5 separate regions of the Mus musculus genome follow, and all the other regions are linked to region 1. Evidence: chromatin contacts called from public HiChIP or PLAC-seq and promoter capture Hi-C data. All regions are on one chromosome and are shown on one strand. The core of a region is the stretch at or near the end of the contact, and the rest is flanking DNA. Distances in the headings are between cores, read along the strand shown.

Region 1 (5,198 bases), core at 1,011-3,510:
AACTGGTGGGGTGTGACAAAGCTACAGATTGTAAGTGAAGTCCCAGCTGCTTGGTAATAAAACACAGTCTTCATAGGATTACTATCTGGAGAGAGAGGAGAAGGCCCTAAGAGAAGCAGACCAAGGAAAGGACAGAGAAGAATCTCCTCCACACTGCTGCTGTCAAAGAGCAATAATGTAAGGGTACGAGTGACTTTCAAGAATCATTTTAGGGACAGCGTGGTGGCTCAAGCAAGTAAAGGCAGCAATCCCCCAGAACCTACAAGGAAGAAGAACTCCTGTGAGTTGTCCTCTGACACCACATGAGGCCATAGCTTGAGGTAGCCACATACATACATACACACGTACATACATATATACAAATAAATAAAAAGTAAAAACCCTTTTTTTAAAATAAAAGAGTGATTTTAATATGACAGGAAAACATGAATGCACTCTTTCACTGAAAAGCTACTATACTGCCATAGTCTGTTGAGTGTCTAATGAACACCTTAATGAGAGCTATGAAGCCATTGTTGCACAGCACTGTCTTCAGTCCTAGGAATGGGGTGACTGGTAACATCTGCAGGAAAAGGCATTTGACCACATGATGTAATACAGGATATATCATATGAAAGCTCAGAGGATATATCATATGAAAGCTCAGAGTAACTATATATCACGCACTATGCACATATATAAACATATATATGTAAAACTACATTTCTTCCTCATATTCTTCTCCCTTCTTCCTCTTTTTCTTCTTTCTTTCTCCCTCTTCTCATTGAGACTGGTTTTTGCTGTTTCTTAGGCTGACCTTGAATTCTAAGGTTCAAGTGATCCTCACGATTCATTCTCTCCAGAAGCTGGGCACTACAGGCCAGCCTGTTCATAAAGCCTCATTTCTCCTATTTACAAAGTCCAACTTGTGGCTGAAGCGATGGCTCAGCGGTTAGGAGCACTAGCTGTTCTTGCAGAGGAACTGGGTTTGATTCCCTGCACAGCCATGTGACATCTAACTATAACTACAGTTCCAAGGGATTGAATACCTTCGTCTGATCTTCAGTCTGGGCACCAGGCACACGTGGGGAACTTACATGCAGGCAAAACATTTATACACACACACACACAAATTAAAAACAAACAAACAAACAAACAAACAACCCTCCATTCCCTTATCTTCTGAAAGAATGTCTAGAATCACTACTTAAATGACTCACCACAAATACAAAAGCGTAAAACAGCGACAGTGCATTTTTGCAGTTTGTACAAACACACTTGCACATAGACAATGCTACCAGTACCCGCCAAATGGGAGGGTCAGAGCCTGCTAGACCAAGCACCACACACAGGAAGGCATTTAGAATCCTGTTAAGTTCCATTTAGAGAAACCCACAAGATTTTAAAGCTACTATCGCTCTGGAGATTTAACTCAAACATTCTGGGCAAGGAAGCTAAAGTCCAAAAAGGTAAAACAATTTACAGCCTGCATAATTTGGCTTGGTGTTAGGCCCGAAGGCTGGATCTCGGGAGAAGATAGTCTCTGCACCTCAGTTTTTGCTCTGCCTTTGAAGGTCAAGCTGGATTATCGTTCGTTCTTCCAATTTTTTGCTCTTCCCTTCCCCTAGCATAATTCTGATCAAGTTGGCTTCAGCCTTCCCCTTGTTTCGTTCTGTCCTTCGCTCCTGTACTGTTTTTTGTTTTAAATCGTCTTCATTGCTGAGACTGTTGTTTGCTTAATCAGTGTATACAATACCAACGAAGGTCATTATCTACCCACTCAAAGCTCCAGACACGGGATACTGCCACGAACGCCCTAGCCAGGAAAAGGTGCACTTGGTTTTCTTCAGCGCTCACAGGCCACGTGCGGCAGGAGGGGCCGCCTTCTGATTGGTGGTGGGGGAGTCTCCTGGAGGGCGGAGCCACCGGTCTGTCCATCACCACATGCTGGGCGGGGCCTGGGCGGGTCGGCCTAGTTGTAGGGCAGAGCTAGAGCAGCGGGACCCAATCTCTGCGCTTTGCCTCGATTCGGCCGCCGCTCCTCCAGTGCCGGCCGCGAGGCGACGGTTGCCGGGGCGCGCGCCGCCCGTTCCTCTTTCCCGTTGCAAGCGGCTGGCGCGCAGGGAGGCGGCCCCCAATCCGGCCGGGCGCCTCCCACTCTCCGAGCCGCCGGGGAGCCGGAGGATGGCGGCGGTGACAGCGGCCGCCCGGGAGGAGGCGGTGCGGAGGCCGCGAAGCGCGGCAGCAAGCGGCAGCGGCCCGTCGCGGCGGCCCGGCAGCGACCGCGTCCGCACGGCTACCTGAGCGGCAGCCGCGAGCTGCGTCCCGCCTCTCTCGCTTGCTCGCTCGCTCGCTCGCTCGCGGCCCGGGGCGGCGCGGACATGGGCGCCAAGCAGAGCGGCCCCGCCGCCAACGGCCGCACCCGTGCCTACTCGGGCTCGGACCTGCCCTCCGGGACCGGCAGCGGCGGCGGCGGGGCGGACGGCGCTCGGGCGGCCCGTTTCGCGGCCCCGGTGTCCGGCGCGCAGCAGCCCAGCGCCTCGGCCGGCGCGGCGGCTGCAGCGGCGGCGGCGGCCTCGGCCCCGGCAGCGCCCCGTAGCCGCTCGCTCGGCGGGGCGGTGGGCAGCGCGTCGGGCGGCCGCGCGGCGCAGTCGGCCTTCAGCATCCCCAGCGCTGGCGGCGGCGGCGGCCCGTACGGCTCACAGGACTCAGTGCACAGCAGCCCAGAGGACAGCGTCGGCGCTAGGGACCGGGACCGGCCGGCGGGCGGGGGCCCTGGCGGGCCGCGTCTGGTGATCGGCTCGCTCCCGGCCCACCTCTCCCCGCACTTGTTTGGAGGTACGGCTCCCTGCCCTGGCAGCGGCTCCCCAGCTAGGGAAGCGCACCCCCCACTCCCTCCTTGCAACGCGGTGAATGGAAGAAGTATTGTTTTAAAACAAACTGACGAAACAGCCTCGTGGTTGTAGCTTTTAGTACCAGGAAGTCAGGGGAGATCAGTGGCTGAGTGTAGTTCTGCCCCGGAGCTGAAGGGCGAGCAGTTTTAAAGGCCCAAAGCCAGAAGGGACTCACGTGGATGTTTGAGTGTTTGAAAAAAGGAAGTTATCTCTCCTTTGGATAGACTCCTAACAAAGCTGTGATCCTTGCGTCTCTGTAAATAGCCCTGCCTACTTACTGGATACTTGTTTTCTGGTTAAATGTGTTAATGCAAAGTGTTGCTTCATAACCCCCGAAACTGCTACTTTTACAGTGTGGCTAATGTCACTACTGCTTAGTTTGAAGCGGATTGTGGAAAAGTTCAAGAACAGTTATTTAAAGAGATAATCTTTATAATGATCACAACTCTACCTATAGAGGCAGTAATTGGGCAAGGTCTTTCGAAGAGCGGTGTTCACTAGAGTTAAGGAACAATTTAGAGATCAGTGATGTGCTTTTAATTAAGTTGTTTGAAACAGGAGAAAGGGTGCAGTTGATCCTGAAAATGTGAACTTAGCCGCATATTGCCACCTCCTTTCGGTATGAGACTGGTATTATACATTTACACGTAAGCACAGAATGATGTAAACTATATCCCTTCAGGTTTTTTATTTGTTTGTTTGTTTGTGTATTTTTTTGAGTCAGGTTTTCTCTGTGTAGCCTTGGCTGTCCTGGAACTCACTCTGTAGACCAGACTGGCCTCGAACTCAGAGATCCACTTGCCTCTGCCTCCCAAGTGCTGGGATTAAAGGCGTGTGTGCGACCACGCCCGGATCATCCCTTCAGTTTTAAAAACCCTTTTATTCATGTGTTTGAAACTGTAAGACATGTGGTGAAGCAGTGTTTACTGATTCCTGTTCCAAAGCAATCAGAAGCTAGTGTTGGTTCGTGAGAATGTCATGTGTAGTTTCTACCATCTTAATGGTATTTTGCACGCTTGGTATGAAAGCACCTAGCTTTTAGCTACCTTTATTATTTTTTAAGTGTTTTTATTTGTTTTGCTTGTGAGGTTCTGGGACTGTAACCTAAGTTACTGAGCTTGTTAGGCAAGCTCTTTACCACAGAGCTAACACCTAGCCTGACAAATAACTTGCTTTATGGTAAGTTCTGCAATGTCAATAATTACAGCAGTGTTTCTGAAAGTTAAAGCATTTTTTTTTTAAATCTTGTTTTTTGAGGAAAAGAATATGTCCTTAAAGTGATTTGAGGCACTGTAGTTTCCTGAGAATTGGAGAGTAATGGTACATTTAAAAAATATTTTTTTAAAATTAAGTTTCATTGAGCAGTTATCATCACAAATAGGAACAAGAAAAAGGACTAGGAAAAGTATTTCGAAGTTAATATTTTATGTACTGAATACTACTTTTATTCAGTTTTTCTCAGGGCTGATGATTCTCTCTGACTAGAGTCGTCAGTATGTATGTATGTTTTTATTTTGTTAAAGTAACTGTTTGGAGCAAGGCAGCTATCTGGCCTTCCTGCTATTCCTAAAAAACTGGCAAGACCTATTTGCCAAGTGTTGGAATGCAAACCTTTTTTTAAAAGCTAATTCTTGTAGCTTTGCTCATCCAGATCTCTGAGGTTGAGGCTTAAAGTCATCAATTGTGTGGAATGGTTTCAACTTTTTCCTCCAGTTCATTAAGAACTATCACAGACATGTATTATTCTTGGGACATTTGAGAAAAGTAATCATTTATGTGAGAAACTTCAGTTGACAAAGGCCTAAAGAGGATCAGAAATGACCTTACTTGAGAAGGGATCAAACTTGTGGTGACCTTAAACTATTTACAAACAGTGAAGTCCATCCTTAGGGGCTTTAATTATGAGACTTGTGTGTGTATGTCGGTGGGTGGAGTCACGAGGAAAGCTAACTGAAGCACGTTTCTAGTCCTCCTGAGGTGGAGGGGGCATGATGTGCTGCCTTAAGGAATCAGACTTGATTCTTTACATTAATTTCACTTTACTATGTTTTATACCAGTGCGTTTATTCAGTTACAGGAAAGGTTGGGCATATGCAGTGTTTATTGAGTTATGAATTGTTAGGGCATACATAATGGACTCCAACTGAAAATTGAGAAAGTATTTCTAAATCAACAGAAAGTACTTATTATAACTCTATAAAGCACTAATGTCTATACTGTTTCTTAACTAGAAAGTATGCTACTAAAAATACAAGAATCGTTCCTTGTAGACCCTCAATGCTATATATTGAAAGAGAAAACGTAAGCTGTCACTCTTTACACTGT
Region 2 (5,198 bases), core at 813-3,312, 430 kb before region 1:
AAGTTGAGGAAGTTTAAAAAAAACAAGCAAACAAATCCCTCTATTTTCATGCCTTACTACCTGTTACATTGTGGGTGCAGATGTGTGTGTGTGTGTGTGTGTGTGTATTAAAAATCTCTTGTGCTGAATACCAAAACTTTACCAACCTGATCTACCCACAGGAAAGCTGAGACCAGCAACTAAGGTTAAACAGGGTTCCTGTCTATCACTGAGAATGGGAAGCAATGTGGCAAGCCTGCATCTGCCAAGTCAATACAGAAAGAGAAAGCAAACCACACCTAGGGACTGTATGTGGAAGGGGACTTAATACAGAGAAACTGACTGAGGCCATATGGTAGACTCCCACGAATGACCCCAGAATGCTGTAGAACTGAGCGGTCTGGAACCCTGCCACACCTATTCCAACTAAAAAGGTACAAAACCAAGAGATCAAGACGCTTATCTTGGAAGTCCTGAGTATAAGGGGGGAAAAAGGCCTCCCAACTGAGGTGCAGGACCAAACAGGAGTCAGTGGGCCGCGATTCCATGGCTCCTGCATGACTGCATGCCACTCACAGGTCTGGAGAATGAACACTGGACCACTTCCAGGGTGGGAAGGAAACAAACTCCACTTATGCCTATGCCTGATCTGGGTCCATAAAAAGGCAACTAAAAGATGCCCCTGCCCAGTTTCCACCATCTAGTTTCCAATGCCTACATCCTGTTTGTGGGATCTAATCGGCATTCACAACATAACAGGCGGTAAGACACGAAAATAGAGGGATCTGCTAGCTTGTGTTTTCAGCTTCCTGATTTCTGCCTTACAGAATATACAGTAAGTTGAAGGAGGAACAGGGGAAAGACTTAGGAGGCAGAAGGATGGTCTTGCAAGTCTGATGACCCGAGTTGGGTCTCAGAATCCATGTAAAAATCCAGATGCAGGGGCTGAAGCCTATGTTCCCTGCACTACCGAAGTGAGAGGGAGGCAGGGGCGGGAGAATTGGCTGGCTGCTCAAAAAGCACAGAAAGCTCTGAGTAACCGAATGTCTGGAGGCAAACTCCAAGAACTGTCTAACCCCACTGCAAAGGGAAGCTCAAGGGGCCAAGCCAGCCACAGAGCAATGGGCAGAATGAATTAAAAGGTTTAGGCCAGTAGCTTATAACTAGGCAATTCAGTCTTTTTCTAATGCAGAGAAACAACTGCACATACAAATTGAGATGTCAGTTTCATATTGCTTGCAACACACACACACACTAAACATTAAGAGAATCAGAGTGTTGCTGATAAAATAAAGGTGGAAAAAACTTTCTCAGGGAGTTCAGTGAAGCCTTCAACTGGAGGAGTGCAGAGTCCCAGAAGGACCTCCAGGGACACATGGTTCAGTGAAACAAAGTGATTTTACAATGTACAGTGTGGTGATGCTCACTGAAGAAAAGAACACCTTCAATGCAGGAAGGACTTTATGGGCTACAAGCCAGCTACTCGGAAGGACTAACCAGGGGAACTGCCCACTGGTCCACACCCCTTCCTAGGCTCTTAGACTCACAAACATATTAAGGATGTGAAAGGCCAGGGTAGGGAGAAGAGTTCTAAAACATCACTGGAAGAAATTTCCGGAGACAGGAGCATGCCTATTATCCACTGCTGAGCACCAGAATGGCCTTGACCTGTTGCATGCTCTCTAATCAATGAGAGGTCAGAGCTAATGACAAGCTAACTTAACTTACAACCAGGAGCTTGGAGTGAAAAAAAAAAATCCAGGAAAATAATTTCTTTGTGGATGAGTCGGGGAGCCCTCCTGCACTGAAATGAGCCTGTTAAGCTCTCGGAGTGGACGTGGGAGAGGAGGACACAGATTTCCTTTGACCAGAAGAGCCACATCGAAGATAAATCTGGGGAACAGAGCCTTTGAAGTCCTGGCCAAGAGGAGCTACCTGCAAGGGCAGTGATCTGGTTGCAGCGGGGAACCAAGAATGGAACCCATTGTCTGCAGGCAGCAGCAACACCAGCACTGAGGGCAAGTGAACTAGGGTGTGTCTGCTGGTTAAGGCCTCTATCACAAAGGGCCCCAAACTGTGCAATGTAAAACAAGAAATGTGTTTCACAGATGTGGAAGCTAGGAGGCCCAGATCAGAGTGTGAGGAGGGCCTGCCTCTATGAGGAATTTTTCCAGACCTCTTTCAAATGCCTGCCAGCTGCCCACAAACCCAGGTGTCTGCTCACTTGTAACTAAATGACTGTCTTTTCACATGGCCTTCCTCCTGGCGCTCTCCTCTGCGTACCAATGCCTGTGTTCTTAGGAATATCACTCATTGGGTATAGGGCCTATCCTAATCCAAGAAGACTTCCCTTTTAGCTTAATTACATCTGCAAAGATCTTGTTACCAAATAATGTCACATCCTAAGATACTGGGCTCTAGAGCTTCCACCTATCTTTGGAGGAAAGAGAATTGAACCCACAACACAGGGAGAATGAGGACACGCAGGAGAAGAGCCATCTGTAACTAGTGTGAGAATACAAGGTCACCATGGTGACCACTGTAATTCTGTCATCTCTCTTCCTTCCTCCTGCCCTGGGCTTGGGAAGCCAAGTCAGCAAGGGGAAGCAAGCTAGGAAGGGAGGGAGCAGGTCAATAGCCACACAGCAGACCCCAAAGCAGATGGCTAGCAGGCTGTAGGTGGAATTTCAGGCCAATGAGATATACTATAAGAAAAGGAGGAGGAGGAGGAGGAGGAGGAGCCGGGCATGGTGGCACATACCTTTAATCCCAGCACTTGGGAGGCAGAGGCAGGCAGGTTTCTGAGTTGGAAGCCAGGCTGGTCTACAGAGTGAGTTCCAGGACAACCAGGGTTACACAGAGAAACTCTGTCTCAAAAAACAAAAACAAGAAAGGAGGAGGAGGAGGAGGAGAAGGAGATGGAGAGAAGAAGAAGAAGAAGAAGAAGAAGAAGAAGAAGAAGAAGAAGAAGAAGAAGAAGAAGAAGAAGAAAGTAGCCAATACCTTAGTACTCTGGACTTCACATGCATACAATTGTGAAAGCACACACAAGTGTAAATGTATACACACATACACACAGGCATAAACACAGGCATACATAAAGAATAGAATGGTGAACTCATGTGTGTGCCTCTTACCTGGCTTTAATGATTAAAAATTCATGGCTCATCATATTTTTATTAATAAGCACAATGACCTAAATTCAATCCCCCAAAATCACATGCAAAAGTCAGATGTGATGGCATGCACACATGTGTAACCCAAGTGCTAGGGAGATGGAGCAGTGGCTCTCTATGCTCACTGGCCAGCCAGCCTGCCTAATTGGCAAACTCTAGACCAATGAGAAACACTGCTTCAAAAAGAAAGAGGGGGGAAGAAGGAAGAGAGAGGGGGAGGAAGAAAAAAGACAAAAAGAAAAGAAAAAAAGAACTGGATAGTGCCTGAAGGACAATTCCTGAGGTTGTCCTCTGGCCTCCACATGCACCTGCATGCACGCACGCATGCATGAGTGTGCACACACACATGCATACACAGAGAGAGAGAAAGACAGACAGACAGACGAACAGATGGACAGACAGACGAGGAAGGAGCATTCTTTTAAGTGCTGAGTTGAATAGTGACTCGGGAACAGAACATTTCAGAAGAGGGAGAGCTAATATCAAAAGCCTCAACATAGAGCCAGATTCTGCAGATGTATAGAAAGCAGAGATGAATGCATGAAATAAATAGAAGTTTCTAGAGTAACACTAGGACAGTGCTATCATTCGTGTCTCTATTTAGCCCTTTTTATTTTCGCTATCTCACGCTAGCTTCAAACTCCCTTTGTCAAGAAGAATGACATTGAACGTCTGATTCTCCATCTGGGTGTCGGGATTACAAGCCTGTGTCGCCATACCCCAGTTTATGCAATGCCAAGGTTCAAACCCAGAGCCTTGTGCATTCTGGGCAAACGCTGTACCACCTGAGCTATAGCCCAGCTCTCATGTGGGTATTTAGTGTGCCCAGATGGGTCACTGGCAGGGTGGGAGGGAGTCAGGCGCTGAGACCGAGCTATTTGATGTTCAGTGAATGTGTCCTCCTTGCTGTGAGTTGTGGCTGGAGTGGAACTGTCATCAAACACATGAAGCCCCTTCTGGATCTCCCAGGGATGACCAGCACTGCAAACCATGATGCTTAGTGGTCAGTTGTTTCTCCCGGATGCTCTGAACTCCTTAAACTGTCTCCTCCCGCCCACATGCTGAGGTATTTGGTGGAGTAACCTTGGTGTCAACCTCTGAACTCTGGATTTGTGGCCCTAGCAAGAGATTTGTTCCATTAAGAGTGCAGATGGCTGCTCCTCACTACACACTAAATTCACAAGCACCTTTTGTTGAAGTTAGGCCCAGTTCTTCCTCTGAGCCCCACGTCCCCAGAAATGACTCAAACTCAAAATACATTTACAAATGCCTTGAACGTATAGCTAGGCTCTACTCTGACTAGATATAACTTAAAATATCCCACTTATTTTAACCTACATTCTGTCACAGGCCTGCCTACCTGCGCTCAGATACCATGCCTCCATCTCTTCACATCTTCCCAGGCCAACCTCCCCGTGCCTGGGTCTATTCTAGAATTCTTTCTCCTCCCAGATATCCACCTTATATTTCCCGCCTAAGCCATAGGCCATAGCCTTTTTAATTGGAAAGGTGATGCAGCCATGCAATACACAAGATATTCTCTTTCCAGCCCCTCATCTCACATATATCTGCATGGTAGCTGCCGCCCAATGAATAAAACCAATATAAAAGACTTGCTTCAAGTGCAGAAACACAGATTCCTACACAGAAAAATCTTGGGAATATTTGCAAAGGCATACATGCTATTTGTTCTCATAGATTTTAAAATTATTACTGCCATTTAAGGTGTTTTCCTTAATATTACCAGAAAAATATATTCCATACAAGTGGCAGCAGAGGGCGCTCGTCTTACAGGTTAGTTTTCATGTGCGCTCTGGAAAACACTTGCTAAAAATGCCTGTGGATGTTAAGCTAATGGCTTCAGGATTAGACAATGGAAGAGGAAATAAATGATAGATGATGGTAAATGATAGATATATGATACATAGATAGATTATAGACAGACAGATGATAGTATACATGCATACATACATACATACATACATACATACACAGACAGATATTGTTCCCCTGAGTAATTTTCCCTCCCTCCCATCCCCAGCA
Region 3 (5,198 bases), core at 945-3,444, 390 kb before region 1:
ATCCAGGAAGCATCACCCTTCACCCAGAACCTCAGGGCCCCTCTCACCTTCCTGTCAGCTAAGCTGCTACTTCCTAGAGGACAGAGCTGCAAATCCATCTTTGTTCTCTGAGTACCAGAGCACTTTCATCATGTAAGAGCTGGTTTGTAAATATTTGGCATGGTGAAGCGAAGACATGCTGCAAACCACCTGGGCTTCCTTGGTACCTTTCTACTAAAGATCCCAAGAAGTTGCAGAACCATCATAAACATACACCTGGAAGTGAGCTACCGCAGGTGTTTGGTGAACGATGGGAGGAGATGGGAAGGTTTATTCTTCTCAAGTTACATTTTTCCACTAGAAATACACTTAACTGTAAGATTGGACCTCTAAAAACTGTTATTTCCCAAATAGGACTCTCCTATTTGGAACAAAATGGGTAGTAAATAAATAAATACTAGTGTAAGAAAGAGAGAAGGAAAGAAAGAAAGAAAGAAAGAAAGAAAGAAAGAAAGAAAGAAAGAAAGAGAGAGAGAGAAGCCCCCATATCAGTGGTTTATACAAACAGCATTTTTTTTTTCCATCTAATAAATAGACCAGAGTTGGATAGCTGCTGGCTTTGTCTCAGGTGCTTAGCAACACCACACTGTCTCCATCTTCTACTCTGTTGTAGATAGTGGTGGTAACACATTAGTTGTTTCTTGGTTAAAATCTAGGTGTAGCATCACTAGATACTGAAGCATAAAGAGAATAGGGAATGGAAGGGCAGAGGCAGACAGACAGACAGACAGACAGACAGACACACAGATACACACAACTCCCACTTCCAATTTATCAATCCAATGGAGGTCGCCAGGTAACAAGTGCCTTTACTAGCCAAGCTATCTCATCTATTCCTACTATATTAACTTTGATAAGGTTTATTATGGTTGTTGTTGTTGTTGTTTGAGGGGCTTTGCTTTGTTTTCTTTTGGTAGTACTGGGAATTGAACTCAGCTAGTGTGCTAAGAAAGTCTCGGTGATCAGGAAAGGCACTGGCACTATAGTCTTTAGTCTTTAACTGGTCATCACTCTGGATTCTGTCCATAGAGACGATGGGGAGAGCGGCTTAGGTATTTGGAACGTGGCTCCCAGAGACTGAATCCTGTTGCAATGTCCAGAGAAAAAGGATGCAAGAAGGACCACTTGTGCCATGAGACACTGGGTTCTTGAACACAACAACTTCATGATGTTTTCAGCCCCAAATAGCCCCACTCTGCAGACACCATCACTTTGAATCAAGCATTTAAAAAGCTGAATTAGTATATCCTCCAGAAACCGCCCAGCTTGTAAGATAAATGACTGGCCATGCAACTAGTTTGTGCTTTGGGGCTCCGTAGAAGACCTGGTGGGATTTCTACATGGCCATGGAAATAATTCTTCTCTGCAAATTGAGCTTTCCTTCCTTTTCGAACCAGAACACAAGTATGCCTAAGATGTGAGAGGCAGGAAATGCCAGCCTGAATTGCTGCACTTGGAGCAGCTGAGTGTACACAGGAGCCTCAGGCATAAATCTCCAGCATTCTCCAAGCTCTGGACAGCCGGACAGGGAAATGGGACAGACTCGCTTCACTCTAGATTTCAAACTGCCTTCTTCCCACTTCTGCCCCACCGGAAGCTACTTACCTCCCTGTGTTACCAGGATATTTTGTGCTCACCTATCTCTGAGAGCAAGCTTCTCTACCTCCCCCTCCCGCCCCCCAGCTCTCTCCACCCACACACCCACCCCTGCCTCTCAAGCCCAGGTCTGAATTGGGTGTCCCTCTGCTTTGTACACGTTGGATGTTCTCTTGGCTCCGTATTGTAAGTACCTGCTTGTGCTCATCGGGACAACCGGCTGTCCCATTCTCCTTTTGTCCCCTTGCATATACGCGCTGTCTGGGGCTTAGCGAGGGCTCAGAAATGTTTGTAATATATAGACGAGGTGGCGTGCAGGGGAACTCCAGCCCTTGGCCCCATTGTCCCCGTGGCTCACACTCGGGACTCTGTACCTGGGAGCTGCGCCGCCGCGCAGCCAGGACCGCCTCCTGGGTGCCAGAGCGACCCCGCCCTCTGGACCGCGTCCCCGTGCGCTGGGCGGCGAGGCTCCAGGGCGGCCGCCAGGAGCAGGTGGGGGCGGCGGCTCCGCCTCCGCGTCCCGGCAGCGCTTAAGCCCGGCTGGGAGCGAGCGAGGAGCGCAGAGTCCAGCTTAGCCGGGCGCGCAGAAGCAACGCCAGGCACTGTCTGCAGCCCAGCCGGGATCCTCGAGGCGACGGGGACGACGGAGACGACGGGGACGACGGAGACGACGGGGACAGCGGGGACGGAGGCGCCAGCTAAAGTCCAGTCGGCCGGGTTACGGCCAGCTGCAGGTAGCTGCTCTGCTCGCGTCCGGGCCCTGGGTTAAGTAAGTGGCCGATTGGGGTTGTCGCGGAGGGTATTGGGGACAGTCCCGAGGTAGAGTGGCCTCCCGCGTTGTCAAAGACGCTGGGTGAGTGAGAGTGCCCAGGACCCTCTCCAAACTGTAGTCCCCAGCCGCGACTACGTCTGGGAGCTGCTCCGTGCAGCCCTAGCGGCAACCACTCGCTCCCTGCCCGCCACGGGTCGGAAAGGGACCATGGCTACACCAGGTCACCTCAGGGCTCCCTGGTGACCTCCCAGGACAGCACTCTTCCGTTATCAGCTTCTGGCACGGAGGCCTCTTAGTCTGATGCCCCAAGGGGGCTCTGCTTCCCTTCCCCCACGTCACCCCCCACCCCTCCCCTGAGAACAAAAGGGCGGATCTTGCTTGTGTTGGGGATGTTAAGGAAGGGTCCCTGGCGATTAGGAGAGATCTGGGAACCTGCACAATCAGACAAGGACTGAGGATACTGGACCATTTCCCAGAAAGAAAGCCAATTCCTGAGGGAAAAAGTGACTTATCCAAGGTCACACAGTTCCTGGTGACAGAGTCGGGCCAGGAGCTGAGTCCTGACTCCCCGAGGCTTATCTGTAAGCCTGCCTAGGTCAGGAGCCAGAGAGTGTATGTGTCTGTCTATCCATTATCTCTAGCCATTTACATCTGGCCACAAATGGCCTTTAAAGTCCTTTGGAGGTGTGCGGGACTGGGTAATTGTGGCCATTCCCCCGGATACCTAGCCAGGAGCTCACGGGGAGCAAGCTTGGGAGAAGAACACGCTCTCCTGTAGGATGCCAGGCATCCATTCCCCTGTGGAAACAATGTCTTCTGTGTGCTTGGAGTGTCTGCCATGAGTGTGAGAACCTGAGTTGGGTAGATGTTCTGCCCAGAAACCCAGGAAGCCTGTCTAATGGCCTCAGGAAAAACCAGAAGTATCTCTGACACACACACAGTCTGGGGACTCTCTGAGGAAAGTTTCCAGTGGGACAGTGGTATTCCTCTTCTGTGCCTGGGGTCCTTGGATGTAAGTGAGAGCATTTGTTGGGCAGACTTGTGTGACTTTAAAAGCTTGTGTGCCTCACTGTCTTTGCCTTCGTCACCTCAGAGAGGGCCAGGAGAGGGTTTCTTGCTGCCAGTTAGTATTATAATCATCAGACACTCTAGCCTTGTTTTTAATGTTCACTCCTTTTACTTTCTATGTAAGTATTTTTCGGGCATGTATGTCTATGCACGACTCTGTGCCAGGAAACCCCTAGAGGTCAGAAGAGGGCACTGGATCCTCTGGACTAGAGTTAAGGATGTAATGTCCCTGAACCACTATGTGGGTGCTGGGAATGAGTCCTAGTGTTCTACAAGATCAGAGTTTCCACTGATAAACTACCTGTCCAGTCCCAGCCTTCTCCTAAAAGCTGTCCTCTCTAAACTGTAAAGTAGTGGTAGAGGTCAGAAGTGGACTGCCTTTGGGCTTCCTACTGGCCTGGGCAGACCTTCAAGGCACTTTAGGTCTAGACATGCTCCCCATACATAGAAACTCAGGAAGTTGTGTGCTTTAGACTTGTGCACATCACTTGGGGCTTTTTTTTTTTTTTTTTTTTTTTACTTCAATAACAACGTAAGTGGATATTTGATGCTGAAGGGCACTGGGCATGGCAGGGCACAGGCTGCTGAAGTCTGCCAGCTAATGTACTTTAGAGATGCATTTTAAAGCAAAACCAAATCAGGAAAACAGGGAGAAGGACAGGGGAGAGAAAACCAGTGGGGAAGTAGCAGGAAATGGCCAGGCACTGTAGATGCTTCCATATGCATTAACTCAAGCCCTGTGGTTCCTGTAACTATTGTGCCTTTCCACAGATGAGAAATGCAAAGAGACAGGGGTTAGCTGAGTGTGCCGAGGACAGGGACCTGGGTCTGTACACTTCAAACTGGAAGTGCACCGCCCACATCCAATTGTTGGTGCCCAAATCTGCGCAGAGATGTCAGGCTGCCTTGGTAGAGCTGCTGTATACCCCTTTTTAGTCCTTCCAGGAGCCTCGGTTTCAGGCACTTGGGAGTGTGACTTGGTGCTACACTGAGTCAGCAGGCAGCAGAAGGGGCGGAGGAGAGCGCGTGTGTCTAAGAACATTCAGTTTCAGGAATGGGAGACAGCCAGCTGGCCCAGCCTGGCAACGCTCTTTTTAGGCGATTATTGTTCAGCAACCGTAGAGTACAGGTTGAGATTTTGCAGTCATTCCAACACACACACAAAAGGGATAATAGAGCCAGAGAGAGAGAGAGAGAGAGAGAGAGAGAGAGAGAGAGAGAGAGCCGCCACATCAAATGCAATTAGCACTGAAGAACAGACAGGGTTTTCACCAGGTAGCCTCAACTTTCCCTGCCTTCTATGCTTGACAGATATAATAGATATCAGTGCTAAAGTTTAAACATCTATTAAAGGGCAGGCAAGATGGCTTAGTGGGTAAAGGAGCTTGTGCCAAGCCTAAAAACTGTAGTTCAACCCTCAGAATCCACGTGGTGAGAGAATTGACCCTGCAAATTGTTTTCTGACCTCCAGAAGTTCAGTGACACACACACACACGCACACACGCACACACACACACACACACGCGCACACACGCACACACGCACACACATACAAACAAAAAACAATCAAAATCAAAACCAAAAAAATGTAAAATCAACTTATAAAACGTAACTTAATAGAATAAATAAAATGTCTTGTATGCATGTGATAAATTTTCAGGACAAAGTCACATTATAAAGAGTGACATCCTGGGAAATTTGCCCTGTTATATGACCGAATGTC
Region 4 (5,198 bases), core at 1,067-3,566, 370 kb after region 1:
GCATAAGGCCACTACTATAGAATGGGAGATTCCCATACTGCTGCTGTCTAGTCCTGACCGCGACTGAAACTGGTCGCTGTCCAGGCGCTGTCCAGGCCTGACCGCTACTGAAACTGGTTACTGTCCAGGTGCTGTCCAGGCCTGACTGTGACCAAGAACCAGTCAGCAGTTCCAGCGGTGGAAGCAAAACGAAATAGAAAGAAAAAGTGCAATCGCCGTGCAAACAATCAAAAGGGCGTCTAACTCTGGAGAAATTTCAAGACTGTACGTACCTTGCAGAGCCTTTCGTCCCGCAGTTCTGGTTCTGCCCCGTGAACGAGGGATCTTCCTTGCGCCGGTGTGATGGTATAAAGTTCCTGGGTTCCTCGGCGCCACTTATTGCGTCTCACTTGACCGGCAAGAAAGACGCAACCACCGGAATCTTCTGCGGCAAAAGCTTTATTGCTTACTTCTCAGGAAGACCCTGAACCGGGAAAATGGCGCTGCTTATATAGCCCGCAGCCTGACGTTTCAGCACCTGATATGGTGTGACAGCTCCTGATTCGTTGCTCACCCATCACCCCACTATTACGCCCTGAGAATGGGCAGTGACTAGGAGTGAGTTCACTCTCGCACCTGCGTACAAGGCTTGTTTACTAGTTAGGCACAGTGGAGGCCAGCACCATCTTATAATGGCGATTTCTCGAGGCATGCACGGCTCTCCTCAGCGATTGCTTGCGGCACACACGCGATTGCTCACTGCACGGCTCTCCACATATATTAACTAAAATATGGCTTCTTTCTTGCTTTACATTGTTTGCTTTTGAGTCTTAGCTGAGAGGAAAAGAACTGTGTGGTCAACCTGTGACATCTGACTCTGAATCAGATGAGGAACAAGAGGGGAGTATGACCATTTTGTTCACTGTTTCTTGTCCCTACCTCTAACTTCCCTAAAGGAAGGCAGCTTCTATGAATTAGCAATTCAATCCTATTGCATGAATTGTCTCATTGCTTATGACCAAATGCATGGCAACAAGCTGTTTAAGTTAAGGATGGTTTATTCTGGCTCACAGTTTAAGAAGGACTATAGTTCATCAAGGTAGGGCAGGCACAGGGCTGGGAACATGAGGGGACGCTGTGTTTGCTGTCAGGAAGCAGACTGCAAACACAAGGTGGGACCAGGCTATAAAATTTCAAGGCTCACATTTAGTGATCTGGTTTTTTCCCTACAAAGTTTCACCTCCTAAAGGTTTCACAACCGTTCAAAACAGAACTGTCATCTAGAGGCCAAATATTCTAACCCATGAGCCTATGGGGTCAGGGAACTGTTATAGTTAAGGTCTCTGTTGCTATGAGACATCAGCCAGAAGCAAGTTGGGAAAGAAAGCGCTTATTTTCAATGAAGGTTATACTTCATTGTTAAAGGAACTCAAGTCAGGAACTCAAGAGAAGCCTGGAAGCAGGGATTGAACAGAGACCACAGAAGAAATGCTGATTATTGGCTAGTGGAGCCTTCCCATTTTCAATCATTCAAAAAAAAAAAAAAAAAGGCCCACAAACTTGCTCAAAGGACAACCTGATAGAGGCAATTCTTCATCTGAAGTTCCCTCTTAGGTGACTCCAGCTTATGTCAAATTGACAAAAGCTAACCAGCACCTTTTACACTCAAACAGCAAAATTCCACTCTGGGCCCCATAACCTCATGACCAGTTCATGATTCAAATCACATTTATTCCAAATTCCAAAGTTCACATAATCTTTAACAGTCCCACTACTATTCAGAAGTCCAAAGTGTCTTATGTGACCCAATGTAACCTCTTAACAGTAAGTCCCTAAAAATAAAATTTTAAAACTTGATTATTTCCAACTTACAATGACAGTGTAAACATTGCTATTCCAAAGGGGAGGAATTGAGACAAGGAAAGATTGGAACAGGGAAAGACCAAAACCAGCAGGGCAAACACCAAATCTTGTATTTCCGAATCTGACTATGGAACCCATGATGAAATTATTTGGGTTTCAAAGACATGGGTAACCCCACCCCCAGTTCTACTGCTGAAGTGCATATCCCCTCTGGACCATGTCTACAGATTTTGTTTGCAGATATTCTACTGTCTTGACATCTCCATTACAATTTAGGCTTCACATTCACAGCTTCATGCAATGGCTTTTCTCTTTACAGGGGCTCCAACTCTGCCACTTATTTCCTGGCCTCAGTTGCCTTCAGGAATCTTGGTTGCAAACCTCCATGACCCCTTTACTCTTGTATAGTTCATGTCTGTAAAATCAGTACCACACGGATGCTGCTGCCAAGTTTTGCTCAATATGTAGACTGGTCCCCTACGACCACACTTGCATCAGTCAAAGTGTGCTGATCCTGGTGAAGTATGCCCCTGGGCAGTTATTTATTAAGCTCTCTGTTTTCAAATCGATTTGCATTTTTGCAAGATTGATAAGCCTTTGGTGGATGGGGTCTTGCCTTCAGGACACTGTTCCAATTGTCCCTTTAAAAGAGGCATCTCTTGAAATTGTGCGAATCTTGTCAACAACTAGAGCTGTTTTCTTTGTACCTGTCTTGTGTGTGACTTTAAACCCACTAAGCTGTACATTTTTTGTATCTTTCTGTTTTACCTGTTTGTTACCTCTCCTACCTCAGACTTGGTAAGAACAGTAATTATCAGGACTCGGCTTAAACGCTATCCTGTTTTCAGATGTCACCCGACAAACAAATTCTTCCTGTTTTTGTTTGTTTGTTTTGTTTTTTGTTTTTGTTTTAAATTCAGCCTCACTCAGACTCTTAGAACATGCACAGAACATGACCTTCATTGTCTACATTTCTCTCAGCATTTTGGTCTTCCAAACTGCCCCCAGAATGCCTGCGTGGGTCAGTGTAAAAGTTGATGAGGAGTGCCCCGGGTGTTAATCCCTCTTATTGCCTGGTCCCACACCTGGTATGGGTTTCAAATTTTCTGTGCCAATAGGCACTACTATAGTCTGTTTGTGAGATAACCTAAAGGGGCTGCAATTAGGGGCTGGAGAGATGGCTCCGTGAGTAACAGCACTGACTGCTCTTCCAAAGGACCCTGGTACAATTCCAGCACCCACATGACATCTTGCAGCAGTCTGTAATGCCAGTTCCAGGAGATCTGGCGCCCTCACACACACATTCGGACAGAATACCAATACACATAAAAATAAATAAATCTTTTAAAAAAAAGCTCCAATTAGAAGAACTGAGACTAATTAGACTCCTTCACCCTTTCATGTGAATACAGCACCAGTATACATTAGACAAATGGACACTGCTGGCCCGAATTCAGAACTTTCAATTTTCAATATCTAAAGTGATTTAGATAATTCCCTAAGATGGAATAGTAGTAGATCCAAGACTCCTTCCTCCATAAAACTCCCAGGTTACTTTACTTTTTCTCAGGGCTCTGGTTTATAACCATGCCCAGAGCTGGAATACACGGTTTCTGTTGGGTCTCCAAGCCTATATTTTTACAGTTTCTGAGATAGCATAGAACTCTTACTTTATGCCTCTTTTACCTTATGCTTCTGTTTCTGCCTCTCTAAGCCTGGAAAAACGTTGCTTGTATCTTTACCATTCCTAAAATACATTCTAAGCATTTGAAGTTTTCTGCCATCTTCAGACATACACAAACTGGTTATGGATGCAGAGATCACTGGGCTCAGTCTTGCAAAGGTTCAAATATCTTTTGGTATGAATAATATTAAAAAATAGTTTCATGTCATTCTACTCTATTAAACAGCTGTCTCTAGAGAGAGGATTTGGCTCTTCTGGCCACTCCTGACCCAAGCTTGTTTGTTTAATACAAAGTTTCTTCCAAAATCTCCCTCCTGGGTCAGGCTGGTCACCTGACTCTGTGCTAGGGGAGAGCAAAGCACAGCAACGCAGGCAGACACTCGATGTATGGATGACAGCGGCTCAGAGGCAAGCCATTCCAGCAGAGGTCACAGATGACAAAGTGTAACTGCAGGTGCTCAGCTCTCTGAATACTCCCCTTTCCCGAGTTTTATTTACTTCCTTCAAAGTGTTTGTAAACTTCAACTTTCTGCATTTAGGATTTAGAAGTTCATTAGATGTGACTTTTAAAAGATTTGTAAAATCTGTAATAGGACAATCAGTTTGAAACTTGAAGCAAGGCTGGAGAAATGGCTCAGAGGTTAAGAGCACTGTCTGCTCTTCCAGAGGTCCTGAGTTCAATTCCCAAAAACCACATGAAGGCTTATAACTAGGTATAATGAGATCAGATGCCCTCTTCTGGCCTATAGGCATACATGCAGACAGAATGCTGTATTCATAATAAAAAATGAATCTTAAAAAAAAAGCAAATTGTAACAAAAGGGTTAATAGTTAAAAGTCTTTATATAGATGATAGTAATTTGCTATATGGGCTATAAGTACTACATATATAACTTGGATTCAACTCTTGCTTATGCAAATAGATGTTTTTGAAGGAATAAAAGCATGTGTGTGTACTTGTGTGTGTGCCTGTGTGTGTGTGTCTGGGTATGTGTAGCAGCCATGTGGCTTGCTGCCATCTTGGCTGATGACATCAGGAAAGAATCAACCATGTGGTTGGTCATCATCTTTACTCAGGTTAAAGAGAGGACCTGCCATGTGACTTCATCACCATCCTGGATAGTTGGTACAAACCAACTCTCAAAGCACCAATAAAACAACCAGTCCTTCTGAGCCTCTGCTTCTCTCTCTCTCTCTCTCTCTCTCTCTCTCTCTCTCTCTCTCTCTCTCTCTCTCGGGGCAGCAGCATGTCTCCAGGATGTCCTGGATAAGGATGGATGTTTGTGGGATGATTTTTTTGTCCTGAGTGAAAAGTAACTGATAAGGACAAAACCACAAACACAGTTTATGGAAAGCAGGATCTGGGACAACACATGCTTCATGACTAAGGTTTATAAATTCCTAAGTTTAGAATGGCCCACTTAGGCTAACAGAAACGGATTCAAGATGTATGTCTAATCACTTATGTCCTTGCTAACTTTGTTAAGCTTTAGTCGTTTAAAGTAACTCAGTCATAAACAACTGTCGTTCTTTGTAAGATGAGGTTCCTGGTCTTTCTGTGGACTGTATTTATGACTTAAAATTTATTTTGATACCAAAAGATCTTTAGTTTAAAAAATACAATTTTCTAAGGCTCAAACTAACAAGGGATAAAATAATAAAATCTTAATTC
Region 5 (5,198 bases), core at 1,745-4,244, 320 kb after region 1:
GCCCTACATGCTATGCCCAGGCCAGCTGCCCAGAAAACCAAAGTCAGGATGCAGAGCAGGCCATCCTCCTGATTCTGTAGATCTAAGATGCCATCTTCAGAAGTTAGAATTCTGAACAGTCCTACTAAACAAACTCGTGTCATTCAGATGAAGTAAAATAGGAAGGCGCTGAGCCATGCCGTCATTCTAGAGCAGCGAATTCAGGGCATCTGAGTTCTGTGGAACTCAGTAGGCAGCGTCCTGCAGACAAATTGCTTCAGAAAAAAAGAAATACTTAAACACTGGCAAAATGGCAAAGCCCAAAGAGACTAAATTAGCTGATTAGGTTAGAAAACACTCCAAATGGAGTTAAATTTTTGGTGGGCAGGCATTAGATGACAGAGCTTCTGGGAAATGGCCCTGGGTATACTGCACTCTTGGCAAGGGACAGTGTGTGTGTGTGTGTGTGTGTGTGTGTGTGTGTGGTAATGGAGAAGGGTGGTATTAAAGGCCAGGCCTCAATTTTGAGAGAGGATGGAGTGAGTTATGTAAAGTCCAGTTTTCTACAGCTATCTGAAGGCAGCCAGACTTCTCGGTGTCTCCTCCCTTTGCTGGGCCTTCTCTGGATGAAAACCAGCAAAGGGGCTGTAGGAGGTTGTCTTGAGACCTCAAGAGAGAGCTTCCCCATCCCAGGGAGAGGGGCTGGGAGAACCTGGGCTCCTGAAGCCATCCCAGAGGTGCAGCTGACTGGAGGGATGGCAGGTGGAGTGTTTTCATTTGCCGTGCTTGCTTGCAGGGCTGCAAGTGTTTCAGACTTGGCAGTTTCCCAAGAATTTGGGATATTTACGTGGACGGCACTGGCTCAAGTGAAGAGAACACCCACAATACCAAAATGTGAAATCCAAAATGGAAGATTTACTTAAAAAGTTAGGAGTCATGGAACATGTCACCCAGTGTGCTCACCCTATCTAGACCACTCGTCTGGGAAACCAGCACACGCTCTGGCATGCAGGATACACGGTTTCTCTGCGGCCTCCAGAGGCCCTGGAAGATAAGCTGCAAGTCCAGGTTCAAAGACTGGCTACACGCTCCAGGCTCTGGAGGAGGAGTATTCTCCTATCCTGACCTCTCTCCTGGAAACCAGCCTCAGCCCTACTCCAGTTTAGAGTTCTCCTTGTGTGCCCAGGGTGCAGATCTCTTTCAGAGGCAAGGGCCCTCAGCCTTCTACTGGGGTCTCTCACACCTCTTTATCTCTTTCTCTGGACCCAATTTATACCGGTTACAAACATAGCTATTTCTTTGCTGCTCTTCCTGACAGGGCCCTTCCTGCCTGGGAACCCAACAGGCAGATGCCCAGGGTGGGCTTGCACGGCTGGCCGTGTTCTTCCTCTGTATGCTAGGTCCCCTTTGGAGCCACAATGCTCCCGCTGCTTTTCCACCACACTGCTGCCTGGCTCTCAAGTTCCCATTTCCCTGGGGGCTGAAATCTCAGAATAGTTGGCCAAGCACCCAGAAACCAATCCTATTACCAAGAGGGCCCAGGGAGAAGAAGGTTGAGCTTGGGGGTGGGGTGGGGCCATCAGAAAGACCAAGGTGTATTTATTCTCCAGCTGCTGATACGTTGAGGTGACTTTGGGCAAGGTACTCATTTCTCTCTCAGGCTGGGGACCTTAGAGAAGGCACAGATGGGCCTAGGCTGGCCCTGAAGGGTGTTGAGACTCATGGCCCATGCTTCAGACTGGTACCCACTTCCTGGCCCTAGCCGGGCCTCCGGTAGGACAGGACCCTCATGTCCTCACCCCTGGCACCCACAACTAGAGTTTTCTCCATGCAAGCACCGTGCCTCAAGGCTTGACATGTGTCATCCCAGTTCTTCTCCAGGGTGACCCTGTTGAGGGAGTATCTTTCTTTTCCTGTTAAGGTAACTGAGGCTGGGTAAGTTTGAGGAGCCTGTCCAAGCTGGCAAAAGCCATTGTGCCTCAGATAGCAGACGTTCACTGCGTGTCTGGAATGACTGTCTAATGGATCAGTCCTAGCACATCTGGGGGCACTGAGGTTTAAGATGCTATCCCTGAAGTTACTCCAGGGCTCTGTCTCTTGGGATGATTTGAAGGTAGTTTTTTTTTTTTTTCCATGAGAAGTATAGTCTTAGGAAGGTAACCTTGCTCTTTGGGCCTCAGTTTCTCCACATGTAAAATGAAAAAACACTTGGCAGTTGATTTCTTCCACACCCTCTTCCTCAGATCTCTCTCTCTCTCTCTCTCTCTCTCTCTCTCTCTCTCTCTCTCTCTCTCTCTCTCTCTCCACCATCCTTCATACTAACTCCTCAGAGGGACTGCTTCTGGGTTAGGACCAGTAGAGGCAGGTTTTCTCCTGGCCCTCTCTGGTCATGGCTCATTTGATACTGGGGGTTCATAGCGGTGGAGACAGGCAGTGGTGGGTGAGGGGAGTGCTTTCTGTTGGAAAGGGTAGAGAAGAGAGATGTGGGGGAAGGAGCTGCAGGGTAGGCTTGACAGCAGAGCATATCTAGAGAATTAACCATACAGGACAGTCCCACCCAGGATGGTGTCACCTCAGAGCCCCATGCTCAGCCTCACAGGCCTTCCTCTCTCATTTTGCCTGACGTTCGTATCCTTGCTTCTTTTTCTGTCCCATCTAGGTATGAGACTCTGTCTCCTTTTCAGAGACATAGACCCCCAGTGCTACCCAGCCACCAAGACATGAGACTTCCCTCCTTCCCTCTGTCATAGCCCCAGCACACCCACTTACCTGGAGCACTGGAAGCAGGGAAAACAGGCAGAGGAGAAGCTGTGCACTGGGAAGAGAGCCTGGGGTCCCCATGGGACAGCAGATCCTGCCGCTCGATCGCTCCAGGGATGGGGACCAGAAGTGGCTGCTTCCAAAGGAGGTCTGTCCGGCCTCTCTCTTAGGCCTGTCCTACCCTGCCCGACCTACCCACCAAGGTAAAGCCCTGGGCACCAGGGCATTCTTCACCCGCCTCCCCCAGGGTAGCAGTGACACCACCCCACAGTCGGCCGCCTCCAGGTTATTTATAGCTGGCTCTGGGCAGCAACTTCTGCAGGCGGCCAGGGGACAAACTCCAGTTCCCAGAGCAGGGCTTAGTGTGTATGGTCTTCCCACCAGTATTGCTGGGGCTGTAGCTCCTCAGAGCCAGGAGGGCCCGAGGATTCATGGGGGTTGGCTGAGACTACTGGGACCAGGACTCCCCACTTGTTTGAGCAATCCCAGTTACCCAAGTTACTCTTCAAACTGGCCCACAAGCCTAGAGGAGCGTGGAAATCTGCATGTTGGTGTAGCTCACATGGGGAGGCCTGGACAGTGGGGAATGTGAGTGTGATCCAGTCTTGCACAACTCTTCTGTATGTTTGAAATTATATCAAAACAACAACAACACAAACCAAAACAGTAAGAGCATGTGGGGGAGGGAAACTCCAAGGGATTTGGACTCCAGTGCTGGGATGCAGATCCTGAGTCCCAGAACCAGGTGGGGCTGCGCATCCCTGCTCTGAAAGGTGACAGGTGCAGGGCTTGGGAGCACACAGGCTTTGCTCCTGACAAGTGGACCTATTGTGCAGGGGTTAAAAGCTTAAGCAGTGGTTGTCCCCTGGCTTTGAGGGGAAGGCATTCTAGGAATGTGATTAAGAGGGTCAGGCTTTTCCTGGAGATACAGCCATGCAATAGAGGCTATGGAGAACTCAGAAACTCTGTTTCCTTTGGTTGTTCTGCCTAAAATAATTAATGACTGGCTTTCCAGGGCCTCTTCTCCATCTCCTTGGGCAACTCTCTTCCCTGATCCTGCTCTTTCTCTCTCTCTCTCTCTTTCTCTCTCTCTCTCTCTCTCTCTCTCTCTCTCTCTCTCTCTCTCTCTCTCTTTCTCTCTCTCTCTCACTCCAATCTCAGAGCCTCAGTGGGACCTGCCAAGGCTCATAAATAGGAACTGTTCTCTGATTTTTCTCTGCCTGGATGAGTGTGGCCTTCCCCTCCTGTCTCCTCTTCACTTTTCCCTCCTTTTTGGCACAGAACTTGGCTCCATGGTTGGTGTGGTGCGAATAGGCTTGGCCCCCATAGATTCATGAGTTTTGGCCTATGGGGAGTGGCACTGTTAGGAAGTGTGGCTTTGTTAGAGGAAATGTATCACTGTGGACGAGAAGTTTTGAGGTCTAAAATGCTCAAGCTACACCAAGTGTGAAACAAATCCAGCCGCCTCCTGGCTACCTTCAGATCGAGATGTAGAACTCTCAGCTTCTCCAGCACCAAGTCTGCCTGCACCCTGCTGTGCTTCCCGCCATGATGATAATAAGCTAAGTCTCTGAAACTGTAAGCCAGCCCCAATTCAATGTTTTCCTTTATGAGAGTTGCCTTGGTCATGGTATCTCTTCACAGCCATAAACCCCTAGCTAAGTCACTTGGTACAAGGGAAATCTTCAAGGGAAACTCTGAGGAACAATGGCCCAGACTTCCTGTTCATTTTGGAGATGACAGGGGTTAGGGAGGGAACTTCTTTCCCAAGTCCTAGGCAGGAAGTGACGTTACTAGACTCAGGCAAATGGTCCCGATCAGAGGGGGCTCTTGCAGGAGGAAAGGGCTCAACAGTATTTGGAATTGTAGGCTCGGAGAGAGCTGACTGGACCAGCGGAGGAGGGTGTGCAGCTTTGTTGAGTCCTCTTTGTGGAGCACACCTGGTGCCTGTCTCACAGTGGGTGCCAAGGTCAAAGAGGACATCTTCAGGACAAACACCACAGTCTCCAAGGAAGGGAAAGAGGAACGGAAGGGGAGGGAAGGGGAAAGGAGGGGAGCAGTGGGTAGAGAAAAGGTGAGCGAGAAAAGAAAAGAGATGAAGGGAGGGGATTGTAGGAGCTCTGGGCAGTTCTTGTGGTGAGCTTGGGACTTTCTGGGACAGGTGTTGCAGGCACCTTTTGAAGGGCTTAGGAGAATGGGAAAGGGAAGACCTCCAGTGAGTTGGAGGATTCAAGGTGAGCAGTAGGCAGGAGCTGGGCCAGGACAGGATGGGTAGAGCATAGCCAGAGTCCAGCTGAGGTAAGGATGGTGTGGCCCAGAGAGTGAAAGACAGGTTGATGTTGACACTCAACACACTTTCCATCCTGGCAGGTTTGCCTGGGTTGTCTGATCACCATGACACAATGCCACATGTAGGGTGGTTCTGAGGGCTGGGGAATCTGAGGTGTGGTTGCAGTTGC

Evidence for each region. Promoter capture Hi-C pulls out the DNA fragments that hold promoters and counts their contacts. HiChIP or PLAC-seq counts read pairs in DNA pulled down with a chosen protein or histone mark.
Region 2: an H3K4me3 HiChIP or PLAC-seq map of embryonic limb bud shows a contact between it and region 1, with 3 times the contacts expected there. The contact joins the enhancer-like site here to the promoter of Znrf2 in region 1. A contact is called at or near these places in 5 of 39 promoter capture datasets (the 3T3-L1 cell line, 3T3-L1-derived adipocytes, frontonasal cranial neural crest and 2 more), 2 of 484 Hi-C or Micro-C datasets (the N1E-115 cell line and cortical neurons) and 3 of 115 datasets of contacts at active chromatin or transcription factors (embryonic limb bud and embryonic stem cells).
Region 3: a promoter capture Hi-C map of stem cell-derived epiblast-like cells shows a contact between it and region 1, with 4 times the contacts expected there. The contact joins the promoter of Wipf3 here to the promoter of Znrf2 in region 1. A contact is called at or near these places in 2 of 39 promoter capture datasets (hippocampal neurons and stem cell-derived epiblast-like cells) and 1 of 115 datasets of contacts at active chromatin or transcription factors (pancreatic cancer cells).
Region 4: a contact with region 1 is called in a promoter capture Hi-C map of liver, with 3 times the contacts expected there. The contact joins the enhancer-like site here to the promoter of Znrf2 in region 1. A contact is called at or near these places in 7 of 39 promoter capture datasets (the 3T3-L1 cell line, 3T3-L1-derived adipocytes, the C10 cell line and 3 more), 2 of 484 Hi-C or Micro-C datasets (liver and nephron progenitors), 4 of 115 datasets of contacts at active chromatin or transcription factors (embryonic hindbrain, extraembryonic endoderm stem cells, kidney and 1 more) and 2 of 9 other capture datasets (adipose tissue and pancreatic islet).
Region 5: a contact with region 1 is called in an H3K27ac HiChIP or PLAC-seq map of embryonic stem cells, with 2.4 times the contacts expected there. The contact joins the promoter of Crhr2 here to the promoter of Znrf2 in region 1. A contact is called at or near these places in 3 of 39 promoter capture datasets (the C10 cell line, embryonic stem cells and liver), 2 of 115 datasets of contacts at active chromatin or transcription factors (embryonic stem cells and pancreatic cancer cells) and 2 of 9 other capture datasets (adipose tissue and pancreatic islet).

What each region holds. Positions count from the first base shown.
Region 1 is chr6:54,814,656-54,819,853 of GRCm38.p6, forward strand. It overlaps Znrf2 (zinc and ring finger 2), which reads left to right and starts at 2,261. Exons shown (of 5, transcript NM_199143.2): 1 at 2,261-2,817. The coding sequence starts at 2,361.
Region 2 is chr6:54,387,004-54,392,201 of GRCm38.p6, forward strand. All of the region lies in intron 3 of 9130019P16Rik (RIKEN cDNA 9130019P16 gene), which reads right to left. Among named protein-coding and RNA genes, the nearest start is that of Wipf3, 40 kb to the right of the region's middle. Within about 2 kb of position 2,063, at least 16 of the 459 cell types and tissues checked have an H3K27ac peak or open chromatin away from gene starts, as enhancers often do. A contact at or near this core is called in embryonic limb bud, where this site is marked.
Region 3 is chr6:54,427,492-54,432,689 of GRCm38.p6, forward strand. Wipf3 (WAS/WASL interacting protein family, member 3) reads left to right here and starts at 2,195. Exons shown (of 9, transcript NM_001167860.2): 1 at 2,195-2,369. 9130019P16Rik (RIKEN cDNA 9130019P16 gene) reads right to left here and starts at 2,730. Exons shown (of 14, transcript NR_033635.1): 1 at 1,830-2,730.
Region 4 is chr6:55,187,900-55,193,097 of GRCm38.p6, forward strand. No RefSeq gene overlaps it. Among named protein-coding and RNA genes, the nearest start is that of Mindy4, 13 kb to the right of the region's middle. Within about 2 kb of position 2,317, at least 3 of the 459 cell types and tissues checked have an H3K27ac peak or open chromatin away from gene starts, as enhancers often do. A contact at or near this core is called in liver, where this site is marked.
Region 5 is chr6:55,130,022-55,135,219 of GRCm38.p6, forward strand. Crhr2 (corticotropin releasing hormone receptor 2) reads right to left here and starts at 2,995. Exons shown (of 13, transcript NM_001288618.1): 1 at 2,749-2,995. The coding sequence starts at 2,820.